2 separate regions of the Mus musculus genome follow, and region 2 is linked to region 1. The links are chromatin contacts, called in public Hi-C maps. All regions are on one chromosome and are shown on one strand. Each heading gives the region's core, a stretch centred on a gene start, on an enhancer-like site or on the middle of the called end of the contact. The rest is flanking DNA. Distances are from core to core; before and after follow the strand shown.

Evidence for each region. Hi-C and Micro-C count contacts between places; a contact is called where the count stands out from the background.
Region 2: a Hi-C map of cerebral cortex shows a contact between it and region 1, with 2.0 times the contacts expected there. The contact joins two enhancer-like sites. A contact is called at or near these places in 5 of 484 Hi-C or Micro-C datasets (the HL-1 cell line, cerebral cortex and embryonic stem cells), 1 of 115 datasets of contacts at active chromatin or transcription factors (embryonic stem cells) and 1 of 9 other capture datasets (embryonic stem cells).

The regions. Positions count from the first base shown.
Region 1 is chr13:93,396,893-93,402,735 of GRCm38.p6, reverse strand. It overlaps Homer1 (homer scaffolding protein 1), which reads right to left. Exons shown (of 10, transcript NM_147176.4): 10 at 1-695. The coding sequence ends at 507. Among named protein-coding and RNA genes, the nearest start is that of Gm6109, 49 kb to the left of the region's middle. Within about 2 kb of position 2,840, at least 29 of the 459 cell types and tissues checked have an H3K27ac peak or open chromatin away from gene starts, as enhancers often do. A contact at or near this core is called in cerebral cortex, where this site is marked.
Region 2 is chr13:93,603,361-93,609,188 of GRCm38.p6, reverse strand. No RefSeq gene overlaps it. Among named protein-coding and RNA genes, the nearest start is that of Gm31977, 7.9 kb to the right of the region's middle. Within about 2 kb of position 1,813, at least 10 of the 459 cell types and tissues checked have an H3K27ac peak or open chromatin away from gene starts, as enhancers often do. A contact at or near this core is called in cerebral cortex, where this site is marked.

The DNA of each region.
Region 1 (5,843 bases), core at 1,591-4,090:
CAAGGATTAATTGGTAATGGCCCTTTCTCAGCAGCGAAAAATTATCCTGAGAAATTATTCAGATAACAACAAAGACAGGGCTTCCATTACTAAGTTTTTGCACAAAACACAGCTGTAGATATCATAAATAAATTTAAAAAGCATATAATCTTCACTGTGTTGAACAAAAGAGGAGAAGGGACCCAGACATTGTTAATTCTCCCATTGGCTAATATCAGGGGGAAAAGATTGCATTAAAGTGTCTACTTATAACTTTCCAGTTAACTATGGCCAATATACATGGAGGTAATTTGTAGTTCAAGTTTTTCATGTCTTTTTTTTTCCCCAACTAGCTATAAGCTAAATTCTAAAATTTATACTGAAATATACAATTCCAATTTTCAAAACACCCTCCTCCTGGAGGAATGATATTCAAAAAATTTTGTGCAATCTTGGTACGGAGCCCAAACAGTCCTAGGAAGACAGACAGCATCTCTCCATCTATTGGCACTGAAATTTCACTCTCTTTAGCTGCATTCCAGTAGCTTGGCCAAATTATCTCGTAATTCTGTTAGTTCAAATATTTTTCCATCCAGAATTTCTAGGAGTGTCTTCAGGTTACTGCGGAAAGCCTCTTGTTCGTTCTGGCTCTTCTCCAGGCGCTGTTCTAGGTCAGACAGCTGCCCCTCCAGGTCTTTATTTCGAATTTCAACTTCCTTCAGAAAGAAAAGTATAACACACATACATGTCAGTTCATCCTTCAGACGACAATGCATTCCTACCATTCCTAGTGTCCTCCTGTAAGTCTGACAATCAGGCTGTGCCTCTGACATTCAACTTCATACAATTTAAGGAGATTTGTATTCAGCCATCTCAGAAAGCCACGGCTTGGTTATGATACACCTGACCTCTCATCAATAGCAAACCGCTGCTCCTGTTTCACGCCATGCAGTTACAGGGCAAGCACAACACCCTTGTTGTGGAAGATTATGTACAACTCCATTTTATTGCTACTCCTACGTAACTGAGAAATAAGATGAGGGTAGGCAGAGACAAGAAGGAAGTAAGTTCTAACCAGTAACTCTAAAGTTAGAGTTAGAAAGGAAGCAACTCCCTAAAATGAGAGTGCAACTTGGTCTTATACTGATCCTGATCTCACAGTCAGGATCAAAGGAATGTATGTTTAAGAATATATAATTGTTCAACTCTAGAGACTAAAATGCATAGATACAGTAACTGCATGTAACAGAAGTATAAAGTTGCCAATTCTATGCTGGCAATCCAGGAAAGAGAGAAATGACAACAAGAAAGCAAAATTTTGTGACAACACAAAATCTATGGCAAATACTAGATAATGAAGCAAGTCCAAAAAGCCAAAATTACATGAGTGATGATTTAGCTTAAGCTTTAAAAAAATCAAATTTAGAGTTGGCTCAGCAGTTAAGAGCACTGGCTATTCTTCTATAGGACCAGGATTCAATTCCCAGCACCCACATGGCAGCACACATCCATCTGTAACTCCAGTTCCAGGGAATCCAATGCCATCTTCTGGCCTCCACAGGCATTGCATGCATGTGGTACATAAATATGCATGTTGACAAAACATTCATACACATAGAAATAAAGATGTAAATGAAGGAATTCTGCTGTTTGCATTAGGAATACTTTTTTCTCCATATTATTTTTTTTCACAATATTTTCAAAAATGGAAGCGTTTAGAGCCAGCAAGATGCTCACCAGATAAAGATTCTTGTTTCCAAAACTCACAACCTGGGTATAGTATTGCACACCAGTACTAGGGAAGCAGAGGCAGATAGATCTCTGTGAGACCAAGGTTAGCCTGGTCTACAGAGTGAGTTTCAGGACACCCATAGCTACATAGTGAGACCTTGACTCATTCACTCACATACACATACACCATACACACATAGTGGAAATTTACAATCCACTGTGGCAAACACATAATAAATATATAAATGTAATTAAAACATTGAAGTCTTGAGAAAAAGATTTGGGTAAACTGATTTGAAAACATTAAATAAAGTAACAATTGGCCGGGCAGTGGTGGCGCACGCCTTTAATACCAGCACTCAGGAGGCAGAGGCAGCCTGAGTTCGAGGCCAGCCTGGTCTACAGAGTGAGTTCCAGGACAGCCAGGGCTATACAGAGAAACCCTGTCTCAAAAAACCAAAAAAAAAAAAAAAGAAAAGTAACAATTGATAATCCTCATCATAACCATGTGATCTGACATTATAGCATGCTTAGATGAGCTCCAATGTGTAGAAGAATCAAGAGGGAAACAGCACAGCTACAGTTTATAACTTAAGAGTCTAACAGCCCAGTACAATCTCAAAGTGTTTGCTACTTGATGTTAGCCACTTCAACGTTAGTCTTGCATGTTTTTAATCAATCTTCGAATAATCTGCAAAGTGAAGACATCTAATAAAAAATTTGAAATTAATAGTAATAAATTTAGAAGCTAAATCCATAGAGGCTGTAAACTATTAGAGAGGAAGAAGTCCTGTGATCAAATGTGAAAATTGCACTCATGACTGCAGAGTGTTCTTTTGCATTTCAACAAGCTTAAGGATTGAATGTTTCCAGCTACAGAAATAGACTGAACGTCACTCCTCATCATGTCCAGCTCACAGCCACTGCCCAGTTTGCCCTCTACAGCGTCCCTTAGAAATGAAAGGCCCCTTGTTCTCTTCTCCACCCAATGTAACATCCAAACATTTTAAATGGAACCTCACAAAACACTATTTCTTCAGTTGTTTAAAGCCGCACTATACTCTTTAGATGAATGTCCTACTCCAAGACAGGCCTCTGTAGGAAATGTACTAGTTAGGTAACATAGCAGCACTCACACTATACAGATGGCTGTGACCTATTTTTAGATGGGGAGAATATGTTCTAGGTAAGAATAGATAACCTAGAGAGTAGGGGCCAAGTAGTGTGACTGAAGTGACAGCCAGCACTCGCCAGTCTCCTTCTGGCCTTTGCTGCTCTCCCCGGGCTTGCCTTCTACCATTGCTTTTGTCAGTTAATTTCCTCATCTTTAAGGCACACGAGGGCCACCAATTTCATGCTGCACATGAAAAAAAATAATAGAACAGAATCTCAAATTCCTTTGTTAAGAGACTCAAAATAGATTTTTTTTTTAAATTACATATTAAAACTATAGCCAATGGGACCGGCTATACTAATTTTCACTACATTTAAATCCTACACCATTCAATCTAAATAAAAGCCATACAAAAATTGTCTTGACATCTGCCTCGCAGATTATACTTAAGATATCAAGTATGCACTTAAGATATATCTTATAATAGACTATGAACATTTACACATATCAGGATATTTCAATCGACAAGAGAAGCGTCAATAACTCATATCTACACAGCAGTAAAAGAAATGTATGTATTTTGAAGACGTTATCTAACAATTAGTTGTTGGGCAGATGCAGTAGACACTAGGGATAAGTTATTCAGCATGAGTAAAATGGTCTTTACTTAATGATGTCTAGAAAGAAGATATTGGCAATAAAAAAGTAGAAGCTGTTTCTGAGTGGACAAAGTAGTAAGTGTTTGTACACTGACATCTGCCAGCTATCCTCCACAAACCACAGGAACATGCACTGAGAATAAAGTTGTGCAAATGTCAGGACTTCAACTTTACTGAAGACAGAGAACACCACAAGCATCAGAGATTGTAACAGTGTCTGCAGGTCTGTTTCTGGGTCACAGAGAGAGTGTGGGGCTGGCACAGAGAAAGACCTCTGCGACTGCCTAACCCTAAAACAAGAGCTGGGCTGGACAGAACAGATCTGCATTTGAGGGATAACCCCATGAAACTTGTGAGGCAGTCTTGCAAAGCCTCTTCAGAAGAGAATAAAAGACAAGGAGTCTCTAGGAACAACGAAGGGCAAACGAAACAAGACAAAAAGTTAAGCTCTTGTTATATAAAGGAAAATTAAAACAGTGAAACACACACAACCTATCTCCTACTGCTCCTCGGAAGAGGGTGTTTTGAACTATGAGTTTATAAATCACCTTAAACTGTCATTCTGTCCACAAAAATGCAAAGATACAGGACTCATTTATAAGCACAATCAATAGAAAATACTAAAAACTCAGTAAAACGAAAAAAATTCTTGAAACCAACTATGAAGCAGAAAAAATTCTTAATATAATATTCCATGTTGAATTAAAGTTTATATAAAATTATTCAAAAAGGAGCTTGAATTGTGCACCCAAAACTAGGGACACAAGGTTGGCCAGATGGCTCAAGGGGTTAGGAACACTTGGCTGCTCTTCCAGAGGACGTGGGTTTAGTTCCTAGCACACACATGGCAGCTGACAGAGTAGGTAACTCCAGTTCCAGAATATTCAATGCTTTCTTCTGGCCTTCGAGGGTACTACAATGTGATACAAAGGCAGAACATGAAGGCAAAACACCCATAAACAAAATAAAAAATCTAAAAAAAATTGAGCAATAACAAAAATAAGGATGCTACAAAAATACATTGAAAAATGGGAGAGTTAGTTAAATTGGTGAAAAAACACTAGAAAATTAAACAAACAAAAAAAAAATGGGAAAATCCCACCTGAATTGAATTATAAGGTAAATCAAATCAAAACAAATATAGCTTTTACTCACACTTATAAATTCAGTTATTATTCCTTAATTATATACAAAAATTTCAAGAGAATAAAAGAAATATAAAGTAGGGAAAACCAGAAAATGAGTATAATTAGATATGTTGCAGAAGAAAAATAATAAGCAAGAAGAAATATTTAAATTCTATGTGCAACATGTTTTACTAACCTTTTTGTCACTGGGGATATCTAGAAAAACTGAAGTAAGGCTCTCTGCCACTGAGCTCAGACCCTAAAGGAACCTGGAGGTGAAGGTCTTGGATATACAGTATTATTGTTGACACAGGGTCTCATTATGTAGCCCTAGATGGCTGTACCTTGTGACACAGACCAGGCTAACCTTGAACTCATAGAAATATGCTGTTCTTAGGATTAAGGATGTACACCACACCCAGCAGAATAAGGAAATTAAAATGGCCAACTAATACTTGGAAAAAAATGACTTTCAACAATCACTTTGAGAAATATATTGGTAAATTTAACTTTTTAAAACAAAAAAGAAAAAGAAGTCCTCATAGCATTCAAGCAAACCAAGCCCAAAACGTATTAAGGCAAGAGAACCACAACTGGAGTAAGACTTCTCAGCAACGACAAAGGCTGGAGCAGGGATGAGCAGTAAAAGCCCTGGCTCCAGAGGACATGGATTGGGTTTGATTCCAGCACACACATGGCATTTCACAATCATCGCTAACTCTAGTCCTTTTATGGACTTTAGGGGCACCAGGTACACACATGTGGTGCAAAGACATACATGTAGGCAAAACACCGATACACTTAAGTTAACATTTTAAAGATGAATAAGTAATTTGAAGTGACATATTAAAAAAGTAAGGCCGTTAGAGAGTCGTGACTGGTGGTGGTGAGTGCTGACTTGAATTTGCCTGTCCAGGACTCAGGTACCACAACATCATGGTCCATGTGATGAGAGCTAACTATGAGGAGATCTAGGAAGAAGGACTGGAGTCAAGAGCAGAGCTCCAACCCCAGTGCCCATGCCAGGTTCAATGGCTAAAACACTCATAGATGAGAGGCTGAAGTCTGAATCCCCAGAGCCCAGAGTAAATAAATGCAGCGTAGCAAGGCAGATAGTTTTAACTCCATCCTTACAAGGTCTGAGACAGGGGGTTACCAGAGCAAGCTGGTTAGCAAGCCTAGATGGGTGTGCTGTGGCTTTATTGAGAGACCCTGCTGCTACATCCACTCCAG
Region 2 (5,828 bases), core at 564-3,063, 210 kb before region 1:
TTTCCTGTGTAAATGAATTACTGACAGGTTCCAGGGTTCTTGGTAAGATCTGCCCTTGTCCCATCAATGGTTCACCAATGATGATATCACGCGAGAGTCATAACACGACCAACATTAAGCAGACGGTTTTGGAGTGCTACAAAAGCAAGATCAAAGTGTTCCCAAAGGCCCTTGGCATTGTGGGTAATATTAGTGGTGCTACCTTTTCTTGCCGTGGGAGATGCAAATGTAAAATATTTGCCAACAAAGACAAAGAGGCCTCTCTACTCTTCTTCCTCATTAGGAGCAGGTAGGCCTGCCGTGATGGACTTCCATGAACACTGCTGGCAGAAAGCCAATAATAAAGACCCATTCTAGACTATTCTCAATTCTCAACTATTCTAAACCTTCTCAGCCACATCATCAGACCCCACAGGGCAGTGCTCTTTATTCACTAAAGCTCTCTGAGCTGTTTTGCTCCTCAGGCAGGCATGTGATGCTCTGCAGATTTCAATAAGGTGCTGGCTTCCTGCCATTCCTGCCAGATGAAACTCTTTCTAGAAGTCCCTTTTCAGTGCTCAAAGTGATCCACCCACTTCAGTGCCCACCTTCACGTCACTTGGCCAAACAGCCTTGCTCTCATCCTGGAGAGTGTTCACAAGGCCTGCTTCTTTCCTGCAGTATCTCCTGGGGCCTATGCCTTAAGCCCTGTGAGGACAAGGACATTGCCCCGCTCATAGGTCACTGTGACCAAAGACTAGACAGAGGGAGGGGACATTTATTTGGGCTCGTGGTTACAGTTATGGGAGTGAAGGCACAGAAGGCATGGCAGAGAGTGTGGCAGAGGCTCTCACACCTGGTGAATCAGGAAGAAAAGTGTTAGATAGGTACCAGAAATAACTGTGATGGTTTGCATATGCTTGGCCCAGGGGGTGGCACTATTAGAAGGTGTGGCCTTGTTGGAGGAAGTGTATCACTGTGGGAATGGGTTTGGAGACCCTCCTCCTAGCTGCCTGAGGATGCCCAGTCTGTTTCTGGCTTCCTTCCGATAAAGATGTAGAATTCTTAGTATCTCCTGCACCATGCCTGCCTGGACACTGCAGTGCTCTCACCTTGATGATAATGGACTGATCCTCTGAACCTATAAGCCCGCCCAAATTAAATGTTGTCATTTATAAGACTTGCCTTGGTCATGGTGTCTGTTCACAGCAGTAAAACCCTAACTAAGACACCCACATTGAAGGCCCATGCCCAGAAGCCACTGCTGCTGTGTAGGCTGGGTGTCTCTAAGCATCACGGGGAAGCACATGTTCAAAAGCGTGAGCCTGCTTCAGCCAGACATTCCACATTTCAACCACAGCCTGCTATATGTAGCTCCTGCACATTCAAGAAGTCCAGGCACATATGAGGGGTTCAACAGTACCATTTGGAGGATTATTTGGGAAATAATGATGCTTCTACAGAGACATAGCAAGTGGAAGCCTATCAGTGTGGAGATGAGAGCCAGCATTTTACATCAGAGGAAAGCATGTGTGTGCATGTGCGTGTACATGCACGTGTGCCTGTTGGCTACTCATTACCTGCCTGGAAGTCTCAACTTCAAAAGCCTTCAGTTGTAGATGATACAATGTGATATAATAAATCATAATGTCAACTTTCGTAATTATAAATGTGTCATAATAAAAAATAAGTTGAAAGTCTTGGGGCCCAGTAAGAAATCTAAATGCATGAAACAGATAAGTCTAAAGTCTAAAGAGCACTGGATAGGACCCACTCCGGATCAGTCCAATCATTTCTCTCAACTCAAGTGAGAGCGCAACCAAATGAGCTGGAATTCTGCCAGAATGTGGTCCCAGCACAGCACAGGCCAAGTCCTGGATCCCAAATAACCTACCCACTCCACTCTGTAAAACAATTACAAAGAAATTTGCTCAGAGGCCAAACCCTCAACAATGCTGAAGCCTATTTCTCTTGCTTGGGCCGGCCTTCTGTTTCAGTTCCATTTCACAGCAGACCGCTCGGGTTTTCCACTTTCTTGCAAACTGCCCACAACAGAAAAGATTCCTTACTGTTCCTCCAACTGCTGTACCCAGTCCTCCCTCTTCCCACCCTTCTCCTTTGAGGCTTGTGCCTGCAGCCACCCACAGTCCGCATGGCATGTCCGTGTTCTTTCCTGCTCTTTCCCAGGCCCCGCCCCTCCAATTCCTCCTGCAGTCAGTGAAGCCTGACTGCCTCCTCCGGACGAAGGTCATCATCCTAGAAAATCAGAGTCATCCAAGGTGACCCAGCTCGCACCCTCCTTCCCTGCCAGTTTCCTCCATCAGTCCCTTCCGGCCAAGCTATGCTTAAACCAGGATTGCTTTCCACTCCAACAGCCCGGGCTCGGAGGTATCAGAGCCTCTGTGGCAGTGGTTCTCAACCTGTGGGTCACGACCCCTTTGAGAAGGTCAAATGATCCTTTCACAGTGATCAGGTATCAGATATCCTGCATATCAGATATTTCCACTAAGATTCATTACAGTAGCAAAACTACAGCTATGAAGTAGCAGTGAAATGATTTTATGACTGAGGGGCACCACAACATGAGGAACTGTGTTCAAGGGTCCCAGCATTAGGAAGGTTGAGAACCACTGCTCTGTGGTGTCTGGGGCCCGTGCTTTGCCCTTAGACTTTTTCAGTCCTTCAGTTCTATCTCACTCCATTCCTTTTCTTTGGCTAGGGCTTTGATCTGGCATCTTAACTAAATGTTAGAAACCTGGGGAGCTGCCCTGACTCAGGATGGAGGTCCTCGACCCCCGTGCTTGCAGAAGAAGTGGACAGACCCTCAGTATCCTGTACCCACTATACCCCCCAGGGGGTGGGGTTCATCACTGAACACTTTCCTGGCTGCACCTTCATTCCCTCCTCTCTTCTCTGCCGTGTGTTCTTGAAAGGCCTCCATTGGAACCCACGGTACACCTACAGGAAAGGAATAGAGCCCTGCTCAAATATGCCCACTTTCCATGAAGGGCAGGTCTTGCCTGAGGGGCTGTGTGGTGGAGTCTAAAGATTACCAGGAAGTGAGGGCAATATACCAACCTACTAAGTGTTGAAGGAAGGGCAAGAGCTGTGGATCCAACAGGCACTGAATGAATCTGATTGGCAGGTGGGATCAGCCATCTACTCCTAGTTCAGCCCACTGACTGGAGCTGAGTGGACACACAACAGAAGAATGGCAGACTGACCGGTCGAGACTGAGGGAGGCAGGCTGAAAACTGATGCAGTGAGTGCCTCCGACAAGCCAAAGGTTATTTACTGCTGCTCTTCCTCATGGAAGACAGGAAACTGTAAAGAGCCCTGAGTTTCTGAGGAGCCAAGGAACACTGCAGTAGGGAGGGAGAAGTAGAAGAGTAAGATACAGAGAATGTGGCAGGGCCACCCTCCCTACTGTGTGCCAGGCCAGGTGACACACAGGGAGAGTGTAGCAGGGCCACCCTCCCTACTGTGTGCCAGGCCAGGTGACACACAGGGAGAATGTAGCAGGGCCACCCTCCCTACTGTGTGCCAGACCAGGTGACACACAGAGAGAGTGTAGCAGGGCCACCCTCCCTACTGTGTGCCAGACCAGGTGACACACAGAGAGAGTGTAGCAGGGCCACCCTCCCTACTGTGTGCCAGGCCAGGTGACACACAGGGAGAATGTAGCAGGGCCACCCTCCCTAATGTGTGCCATCCCAGGTGATACACAGAGTGTAGCAGGTCAGCCCTCCCTACTGTGTGCCAGCCCAGGTGGCACACAGAGTGTAGCAGGTCAGCCCTCCTGACTAGGTGTCAGGCCAAGTTCATCCACTTCGTCTGAACAGCTGCTGCATCTTCCACATTTTTTTGTCTGCAACCTGCAGGGCTCCACAGGAGTCATCTTGGGCTAGTACGTTACCAGAGCAACGAATTACTGTTTACAAGGTAGATGAGAAAAGAAGAACAACATAGGGACAGCACAATATCTGAAAGAATGTGCAGAATGTTAGAAACATGAGGGAAAAAATGCTATCAAAAAACAAACAAAGAAACAAAATCCCAAGCCCACTGGAATGGGAGAAGGACGACAAATATCTTTAAGGTATAGACAAACAGCTGGAATTCTGACACATCTTCTGCCTGGAAAACAAGGGTGACACATCACACTACTGTGAAACATAAGTGCTATTACAGAACAATGTCTCCAGGTGACTGCCCAGGGGTATCCACCTGTCGGAAGCATATGACTGTCGGGATGAATCAGAGCTGTGTAAATTAGCCAGCGAGTACATTGTAGGCAGAAATATGTGTTGGTGAGAGACAGGAGCCTTGAATCTGTGGGCAGGAGTGGGCGTGCAGAGAATGAAAAACAGCCAGGAAAAGAACAAAACAAATTCCCAATTCTTCACTTTGACTGTGTGTGCAATTCAGTATCTGGGCCTGAGTTTTTAAACAGGATAAAACAACAACAACAACAACAACAACAAAAAAAAAAAAAAACCATCCAATAGCAACATCAGCTACAGGGCTAGTTAAACCCAGAGAACGGCTTCCGTGCGTCTCCCACCAGGGAGCAAATATAAGACAGACAGTGGTGTTTACTTTGAAGGAAACTCAAGTACACATTTCCTCAAGCGACTCAAGACTGTTCAAGCAAGCAGGCAGAGTGGTTCATTGATAAGAGCCTTTCAGGCTTCATTAAGCTTTCAAGTTGTAATAACCCACAGGCTCAACTTAGTGCTTAAGAGTGAAGAACAGGATGTAAGTCAGTATGAAGAGCACATTAGACCAAGGGCAGTGGTGCTCACCTGCAATAGTAGCAGAGGAGAGATAGAGGCAGTCGGATCAGGAAAGTGAGACCAGCCTGGGCTACATTTAGAAACCCGGTCTCTAAAAGCAAAATTATACAGAAAAAGAATGCATCGGCAGTTCAGGCTACACATGCAAACAGGATCTTCTCTTCCATGTTCCCTTTACCAATCCATAGATATTGTCCTTGGCAGATGTGGTCAGAGGCAGAAGGGGCTGGCGAGAGGGGAGCAAACACAAAGAGATCCCAAGGAAGAGGCCTGAGACTTGAGCCACGCACCGCGGAAAGTTGAAGAAGTGACCTTTCAGCCCATCCCATAACCCCCGATGGTATAAGAAAATGACCTGGCCATGATGTGTGTTCTGAGGTCCTAATGACTTTGATCTCAACAGGACTCTAAAGTCATAGTTTCCCACGTCCTCTTGGGAATCTTCAAAGATGTGAAAGGCTTTTCCTACTAGATCATTATGTTTCTAGGAAACCTTCAGATTTCCTGGAACTATTTTGTATAATTTATAAAGAGCCTACAAATTCACACACCAAAGACTCTGCTAATAAAAGAGATGGTAAAAATGTTTGAATAGACGAAAAGCTGTCTGACAGGAAGATGTATGACTCCTCTAAACAGTAAGAGAAAGAACCATGTTAAAGATATGTGGCAATATAACACATTACCCGCTGTAATTGGAGCTATATGAGAAGAACCTGCCAGCCATGTCCTGACTTTTATCCACAAATGGGATGGATCATTAAGATGGGTGTTGCTTTATCTTGTTTGCCAATTTGTTTGCTGATTCAATAGCATTTATTGAGTGTCTGCTTCTCTATGCTGGCATTGTTGCAGGTGCCTGGGTGGAAGAAGAAAAACATTTATGATAATAATAACATCATTGCTTGGGTGCTTGTTGCGTGGCTGTCTCTTAGAGTCCTGAAGCAAGAATATGAGCAACCAAACATTGTTGTTTTCCAGGAGAAGAAATTGAGACTTGCCTAAAGCCTACCGTGTCTACACCCCGAGAAGAATACACCCCGAGTCTAACTA